Linked DNA regions of Mus musculus: region 2 is linked to region 1. Evidence: chromatin contacts called from public HiChIP or PLAC-seq data. All regions are on one chromosome and are shown on one strand. The core of a region is the stretch at or near the end of the contact, and the rest is flanking DNA. Distances in the headings are between cores, read along the strand shown.

The links. HiChIP or PLAC-seq counts read pairs in DNA pulled down with a chosen protein or histone mark.
Region 2: a contact with region 1 is called in an H3K4me3 HiChIP or PLAC-seq map of embryonic forebrain, with 2.4 times the contacts expected there. The contact joins the enhancer-like site here to the promoter of Kcnc1 in region 1. A contact is called at or near these places in 10 of 39 promoter capture datasets (the 3T3-L1 cell line, 3T3-L1-derived adipocytes, the C10 cell line and 6 more), 5 of 484 Hi-C or Micro-C datasets (cerebellar granule neurons, cerebellum, embryonic stem cells and 1 more), 5 of 115 datasets of contacts at active chromatin or transcription factors (CD8 T cells, T-cell acute lymphoblastic leukemia, embryonic forebrain and 2 more) and 2 of 9 other capture datasets (adipose tissue and liver).

The regions. Positions count from the first base shown.
Region 1 is chr7:46,394,013-46,398,192 of GRCm38.p6, reverse strand. Kcnc1 (potassium voltage gated channel, Shaw-related subfamily, member 1) reads right to left here and starts at 1,725. Exons shown (of 4, transcript NM_001112739.2): 1 at 1-1,725. The coding sequence starts at 515.
Region 2 is chr7:46,452,172-46,456,351 of GRCm38.p6, reverse strand. The region is part of intron 10 of Sergef (secretion regulating guanine nucleotide exchange factor); the gene reads left to right. It overlaps LOC115486521 (a long non-coding RNA gene), which reads right to left. Exons shown (of 2, transcript XR_003946767.1): 2 at 1-4,180. Among named protein-coding and RNA genes, the nearest start is that of Kcnc1, 58 kb to the right of the region's middle. Within about 2 kb of position 2,126, at least 45 of the 459 cell types and tissues checked have an H3K27ac peak or open chromatin away from gene starts, as enhancers often do. A contact at or near this core is called in cerebellar granule neurons, cerebellum, embryonic forebrain and 2 more, where this site is marked.

The sequences.
Region 1 (4,180 bases), core at 476-2,975:
CAGCGGCGCCAGAAGCCGCCAGGCCGGCCATCTGGGGAGTCACTGAGTGCCAATCTCTTGGTCATCTCCAGCTCGTCCTCGCCGTCGCCCGAGTCGCCGGGGCCGTCGGCGTCCGCGTCGTCGGCGCTGTTGTCCAAGGGCGCACCGCCAAAGCTGTCCAGCGCCTCCTCAGCGTCTCGGTGCTGGCGATAGGTCATCCAGCAGCAGGGCTCCACGTCCGTCTCGTCGATGCCCCAGAAGGCCAGCTCCTCCTCGTAGAGCGGCCCGCACACGTCGGCCGGGCAGTGAAGCTTGCCGGTGCGGTAATAGTTCAGGATGTGAGCGAAGACGCCCGGGTGGCGGTCGAAGAAGAACTCGTCGGCACGCGGGTCATAGTCGAAGTGGCTGTGGGCGTCCGGCTCTGCCAGCCAGGCAAGCCGCGTGCCGGGCAGCGTGCGCAGCGTCGAGCGGTACGTCTGGTGGCGCGTGCCGCCCACGTTGATCACGATGCGCTCGCTCTCGTCCCCTTGGCCCATCGCGGCGCCCCCTTAGGCATGGCGCGGCCCAGCGACACCCATGGGAGCTGCCGCCAGGGGGAGTTGGCGACGGGGAGGGGGGCGCAGGGCCTCTTCCCCCCTCCCCCCAGCCGTCGGGGGGCACAGAGGACCGCGGCTCTGGCCACCCACCCCAACCAACGAGCCAAGCTCCCTCAGGGGGAGCTGTCAGGCAGGTGCGGGTCCAGGGGTGTGTGCACGGGCTCCCTAGGGTCTTTAAGGCGCCTAGTGTGAGAGGGAGCTGGCCTGGCTGCGGAGGAGGCAGTGGAAGAGAGGAGGGAGGTAAAGAGGGAGGGAGGAAGGGAGTGGGGCGGCGCTCAGCGGCGAGGCCCGGGAGGAGGGGAGAGAGGATGGGGGGGCCGGGCTCCCGGTATCATCTCAGCGGGAAAATGGAGAAACCGACACAAAGCTTTTTAGGGGAAGGTCAGCTGCTCCGTTTCGGGGGCCGGACCGATAGACCAGCCCCAGCTGGGAAAGAGGGGGTTACGAGAAATCCGCGCTTGGCTCTGCGGTGGTCGCTGCAGCGCGCTCCCGGTGCGGTGGGGACGGATGCGGCTTGCTCTCCTCCCTGCGTGACCGGTCCCCTTCGGCTCTCCTTGCCTATCTGCCTACTCCCCTCGGTGGCGGGTGAAGCTGCCTGACCTCCCTCCTCGTTCCTTCTCCCCGCCTCCCGGAGGGGATGGCGGGTCCCCTGGGTAGGGGCACCAGGGTGCTGCCCCGCGGGGCGGCCGCTGAGCGCAGCACCTTGTGCGCTCGGGCTGGGTCAGGGGTTCCGCTGGGCTGCGTTGGGACTCAGGCTTCCGCGGCGGTGCTGAAGGGACAGCTCCCGGACGGCTGCGGAGCTGCGCTGGGCCGAGCGAAGGTTCTCCCGGCCGGGTTTGCTTGGCGGGGCCGGCGGGCACTGGCTCCGGTGTCTCTGCGCCCCGCACTCCGCTCTCTGCTCTAGGAGGGCGGGTGGCGCTGGCAGCCGAGGCGAGGGGCGCTGCCGAGGTCGGGCCCGGTAGGCGGGGGTGGCAGGTCCGGGCGCGGCGCAGCGAGACTGGCGAGGCCAGGGAGGCGAGGCGCGGAGCGGCCACCGCCGCCACCGCCGCCGCCGCGCCGCTGCTGCCTCCGGGCTGCTGCTCCGCTGCCTGCTCGCTTGCTCGTTCGCGCGGTCCGCGTCCAGCCCGCGGCTCTCCGGACACGGGCACACGGCGCGCGCAGCCGCACTCGCCCCCGGAGGGAGGCGCCGCGCTGGGTCCTAAAAAGCCCTGATTCTGCGCCCCCCTCCGAGGCCGGCACCGAACCCCGCCTCCCTCAACCCTGGCGCTGGGGGCGCCCGCCCTTCGTTGCCTCTTGCTCGGTGGGGACCCGCCGACGCTCCGCCCTAGGGGAGCTCCACTTGTTGGGCGGAGGCTCCCAGCGACGTCTGGGCCCGCGCCCCCGTCACACCGAGGTGAGAAGGGCGGCGGCCAGCTCCTCTTCTAACCCAGGAGCCATCTGATACCCTGAGCAGACAAGCCATTCCTTGACCAGGACGAGACTGACCTCTTAAGGAATCTTTTAATACCGACCCTTCCCGGGGAAGCCTGAAGGCCCAATGATTCTTTCAGAGATAACTTCTTACAGGGACTGTAAAATAATACCTTTTTCACCATCCCTCTGTCCTAACTCACCATTAATGATCAATCCCGAGCCCCTCTTGATCCCTTTGGCCCCTTTCAGGCCTTGAACCCTTCCTGATTCTAGGGTGGCTTAGTCACAACCATGACAGACAGACCTCAGTTTACCCAGAAAACTGAACTACCTTATGAAAACATGCACAAAGACTGCTCAGCCCCTTGAATACTGGCGGCCTCGCTCCCCTTCAGGCACTCTGGGTGGTGAGCCATGCATGTCCAGGGCTGTGGTCCCTACATACTGGAAGTTAATGCTGGGGACAGAGATCGTATTTCTAACTTCAAAGTCCTTCTGGCCCACGCTTGCCACTCACCCCTAGGTTTATTTAATCAACAGTCATTAGCTCTCATTCCGTACTTGCTCCAGATTCTCTACCAAGTACAAAAATCACACGGGACAAGTCAGACCCAGCTCTCAACCTCCAGGGACTCCCAGCTTTTTAAAGAAGTGAGCAGGTGGGATTGAGAGGGACTGGAAGGTCAGGCCCAGCTCCAGAGGCCACTGGGCTATGAAAGATGCTTATTGATTCCTGTCCACTACAATCGAACAGGCTGCCCCGGCACAGGGGATTTAATTAAGAAGCGAGAGACTCTTACCTGTTGGCTAACAGTGCAGATAGCTGTCTGTCTATACTGACCCCCAGGCACTGTTGCGAGCCTAGGGACAAACCTGTGACCTATCTCCCCACCTGATCGTGGGAATCACAGCACTAATTAAAACAGATCTTCATGTCACAGGGGGAAAGTGCGGGGAGGTAGAGAGGGGGTGAGAGGCGGGAGGCAGAGAGGCAGAGTTATCAGAAAGGGGCAGAGATGGACAGACAAAGAGGAGAAAAGTCTGAGGAGACCTCTTCCCTCCAGAAACTAATCACAGCGTTCCTCCAGACAGCCATTCCCTTTGGTCTCAGAGTGAGGCAGGATAGATGGCTTTCAGTGCCCTTCTCTCTCTGGCCAGAGTCTGTCCCATCTCCTGGTCCAGAGTGATGCACCTCCAGCCTGGCCCTGATTCAGATCCCTAGGACAGTGGCTTTCAGGATGCTCAGCCCAATCCTAAGATTAATAGAGACCCCGGAAGTGAGATTTTTTTTAAAAAGAGGCATGCAGAGACAAGGACATGTACAATCTCAGCTGTGAACGGTCAAGAGGCAGACCGACAAAGGGGCTTCCCTAGACTCTTCCTCAGGAAACCTGAGGAGCCAGCCACAGGGGCTCAGGCTGCCCCCTCTTCCCTGTCTGCAAAGCCACATAGGAGCAGAGCTTGGCTCTCCAAATGTCTCTCTAGTTCAGCTCTCTTTATCAAAGGACTGCGTGTGCCTCCAGAGCTTCTTTCCACAGAGCCCTAGACAGGGAAGCCCCTCACTGAAGTCGAAGTGATTCGCAAAAGGAAACCGGCTGGGACCCTAGAGTCCTGGCTTTAGAGGCTCCAGATGTCTAGACTCTTTAACTGAGACTGAGTCTTGAGTGAGGACTTACCAAGAACCTCTGAGAGGTAGGCACTAAGCTCCAGTCAGACTCTACTCCATGGTGAGGAGCAGTGGGCACTATGGTGGGACCTGGGCATGGGAGAAAGCAGACGGAGAAAAGATCAGGTCTTGGAGGGACAGAGAAAAATCTTCCGGTGGAGAAAGTTGGGTACCGAAGACTCTAACTCTGGAGGATGTGCCAGAAAAACATGGCTGTGCCAGGGCTGGAGGGAGAGAGCATGGGAAAGGGGTCACAGCACAGTCCGAGAGCTAAGCAGGCTGGGCTCAGATGGGGGAACCCTCCCCGAAGTGCCCCACTTTCAGAGTCCCACTTTGATCTCTGATGACACCCCCTGGTCCTAGGCTTCAAGGAGCGCTCCCTCTTCTGTACCCCAAGCAGGGCATAAACCGTCCCTTCTCTCACCTCCCCTTCACACCAAGAGAAGGCTGACATTCACAGAAAGCCCAGAAAAACCAAGATGAAAGCACAGGGGGAAAAAAATAAAACAAGGAACAGAGAATCGAG
Region 2 (4,180 bases), core at 877-3,376, 58 kb before region 1:
ACTTTGCTCTCCTCTTACTACCCAGTGTCTTAGGAACTGCCAAGTAGCTGTCAGATACAGTCCAAAATCTATAGTTAGGCCTTTTGAAGATTAGATCTCCTGAGTCATTTGCAGTGATCTCCCCCTGTCAGCCAAATTTCTACTACTCTCTACATTTCTGTTTCTCCCACCAAATGGAACTACTGCTGTTAGTGTGGAGCTTCCCAGAGTCCAACCAGGTCTCTGTTCACAGTGTTCTCCATGTTTGGAACGTCTGAGTTTCTACCACAGCAGCTTTTCTTCATCTATTAGGGGATATCTGATGGTCTTCTAGACTGCTCATTCCTTAAGGCAGATATCATGGCTCAAAAAAGGTACAGTGAATGTTTTGTTCGTTACTTGAAAGACCTGACTTGTCTCTGAAGCTAGAGTTTGAATCAGGGAAGTTAGAAAGGACTGTCTGTCCACACCTCGGAGTCTAGTCCTTGAAGAGATTTGAAAGTTTCCCCATTGTCTGTGGGAAAGCACCCAGCCAGCTGCACATGGGTATGACCCCAGCATGTTTTGTACAAACAAATGGGCTTCTCCTCTAACAGACTGGTCAGAGAAGGCAAGGGATGGGACAGGGAGATAACTCAGGTATAATGAGCCAGGTATAGCCTATGGTTAGGAGTCTTAAGATAACTGTCATGGAGGGTTCTATTTTCAAGAGACTCCAGTCTTATAGCAACAGCTTGGCGCTTAGTTGGCAGAAGGTCAAGGGAGTAGAAACAGAGTCAGGGTCCTGATCTCTTACTTTGAGCTTCCCTTTGGCTTCTAGGCTCATACTCCTCTAGTCCAAAGCACAGAGGTCCTATTGCTGCTCCAGAGCAGAACTCAGCCTGGAGTGTCTCATAGGGAAATAGGTTCCCTTTCTGGGTCAGTATGATTTGGGAGTGTAACCTCACTCTAGAAACATCTTCTTCTGATCTTCCATTCTTCAGTGAGCAGAGTTAGGGGAGACCATGAAGGGAGAATTCTGGAACTTTGGTTTCCTTTAAAACACAAGAATGTGTTTTTGTTTTCATGCCAGGTGTGGGGAAATGGGGCTGCTTTGGACTGACTGCAGCAGATGACTATGATTTGCCTCAAGCTCTAACAGAGGTGCGACTTTGCCAGCTGCAGATCATTTCTGCATCTGTGTGACATCTGGAATTCAGGGATTTTTTTCAGAGAGTAAATGAATATAAATGCTAGGGCCCTGAGAGGCGGGGTCAGTGGTTGTTGGTCATTTGGCGGGGGGATTAATTGTGGTTTGTTAGTAGTCATGCTCAAAGGAAAAGAAGAAATTGGATTCAGATCTTTCTACCTCTCTCTATCTCCCCCTCCTCAGGGAGGGGAGGAATAAAGAGTGGGAAAAAGAACACACGAATTAGCAAAGACCAGCAGCTACAAGTAAAGAAAGGACATGAAGAAAGAAGTTAGACTCAAAGTTCTATCTCTTTCCCCCTATCCTTTCTCTCTTATCCAGTGATAGGGGTAAATCTGGGAGGGACAAAGGGTGGGAAAAAGAAGAATCCACAAAGTAGCAGAGAACCAGCCACAGGACAGTGGTGACAGGAGGTGAAGGATCTGCCTCTACTTCTTTGCAGTCTGGCTCCCCAGGCCCTTGATTCCATTTCAAACTCACGCTGTGAACATGCCACCCTCCGGGCCACCATTTGGAAAAGCCGATCTCAGCCTGACACTCACTGCCTGTAAATGGCGTAGAATTAGGCTAATCAGTGGCTCTTAATTTCCCAACAAATGCGGGTGCTGTGCTAATTGCCAGGGTCCACACCGGCAGATCCCCAGTTGGCGGCATCAAATAAGAGAAGTGGTAATTTGGGGGCTGGAGTGGGGGAAGGCCTGCTTTGTTGGCTGAGCCAGTTAAAAACTCTATTAGGCCACATGAGCCGAAGCAGAGCCAGCCAGAGCCTGGCCCTCTTGATCAGCCAGGGAATTGGGTGAGTAGCCCCCAGAGTGCATGCTGGAACTGAACCTCCTCAAAGATGTCCGGCATCTCCTTGTCCATGAATAGATTTGTTCTGTTCTTATTCATGGTGGAAGATTTCACCAGCAGCATGGCAGGGCAGGGCAGCCCATCAGGGATAAAGCATCCCCAACCTTGGTCTGCTGTTACCATGGCAACATGGCATTTCCAGACTCTCCAGGCAACCTTGTGGCATCTGCTGCTGTAAGCGATTCATGTGGAAAAGGGCCACGGCTCCTTCTCCCGAGAGAACAAGCTATGAAGGCAGGGCACCATTCACTGGAGGGGCCAGGGTCTCAAAGGAAGTGGCTCTTCAAGTCAGCCTGTCTACTCCAGTCTGGGGGCAGAGGGCAAAGCTGCCAGGTCAGAAGAGATTGAGGACACAGAACAAACAAAGGCTGGTTGTGGAGCATGTGCACAATGCTGACAGTTTGGCTAGGTGGCAGGACAGACACTGATGGAGAAGGCATGGTCACTTTTGCCCTGTTGAAACCTGCCACTTTAGCTCTGCCTGACAAACCCTGACCTTACCTTCATTGTATCTTCATTGTTATATTCTGATGCCTTCCCCACCTGAGCTTCTGGACACACATGCCTTCCTTTGAGTGGGCGTTCCTCCCCTCCTGTCTCTGTTCCCTGTTGTATGTTATCACTCCAGCGCTCCCTAGCTTCCTTGAAGCTCTACTCTTCCTCTGTGGGGATGCAGAGAGAAAATGCTTAGTCTAGGTCAGGCAGGGATCCAGAAGCCGTGAGACACAGGTTAAGAACTCAGGATCCAGGCAGGCTGAGCCTCGATTGTTTCCTGGCTTTCCCACTGCTTGGAGGTGAGCCTAAGCCTCAACTAAGCCCCACCTTCTTCTTCTTCTTCTTCTTCTTCTTCTTCTTCTTCTTCTTCTTCTTCTTCTTCTTCTTCTTCTTCTTCTTCTTCTTCTTCTTCTTCTTCTTCTTCAGGGTGAAATGAACTCAGATCGGACATCCTTACCCTAGGTTCTTAGGGTAGTGAGATGTCAGAGCAGAAGTCTAGTGTGGAGTATCATTAAGCGTTAGTTACTTTCCTTAAAAACGAGACTCATTCCCCTCTACACCTTTCTCCTTTGCTCATACGAGGCACTGAAATAGCACTTTATGTGGAGTTGCTATCAGGTGGATATCTTTGCCTGGCTGGATGCTCTTGTGATGGAAAGGAGTCATCCACATTGGTGGCTACACACTCCTGTCTGGTGTTCGTAGCATCGACACTGCGTGCAGGGCTGGGGCCCTGTCAGGCTGAGTCTGTCCTGAAGCTCGGCTTGCCCAGTAAAGTCTGGTCCCTTTGTTAGATGCTCCATGGCCTAGGATGTCAACCGTGGACCTCCGTGAAGGAACGTAGCTCCTTTCCTCCCTGTGGGAACAGCCGGCATTCATAGTCCCTAAAACCTAACTTTATGATCAGCAAAGGATTTCCGTTCGCTCTCTTGAAGTGAATAGGCCCTGAAACTGTCAGCAGCAAGAATGGCTTATTCAGTGGATAAAGTCTCTGCATCTTTATCACAGGGCACTTCCTGTCTTAACCCACACAGTAGGGAGTCTGGAGAAGGCCTTGTTCTCATCTTCTGATCATACCTCTGTTGGTCCTCCCCAGGAAGGAAGGCTTTGGTATGTGTAGCTCTTTTCAAATGATCCCAGTGAGATAAAGCATGTGAGCTTAGCCTCAGAGCATCTTGTATTGGATCATGATGCCCCATCACTTACAAGCTGGCAGCCATTCTCCTGGAGGTGCTCGTGTGCTACCATCCTGCTTCAAGTGTGTGCTGGGGCTGATGGTGCCTGGAGGGTCTGACATTTTGAGTGACAGGTGAGGGGCATTTTCCCAGGAGCCATCTCTAAGTCAACATGGCTGCATGTGCCGCTGGGCTGAGGATGCACGCCTGAGTATGGCAATAGCACACTGTTTTCAGGAGACAGAGCTCAGCAGAGCTGGAGAGTCACTTGGGGCCACTGAAGCTGATTCGTTCTGTCTTCAGGTGCTAGAACAGAGACCATGAGAGACCATGACTTACCCAGCCCCATCTACCAAGCAAGTGTAAAGCAAGCCTTGGATCTGACGCCAGCCTTTAGGTTTAGCACTGCACTGCTGTGACAGTGTTAGATGTCTGCCTTCATTGGAATTGATTTTAAAACATTAGGTAAAGAAAGAGGAAGGGTCTGGGG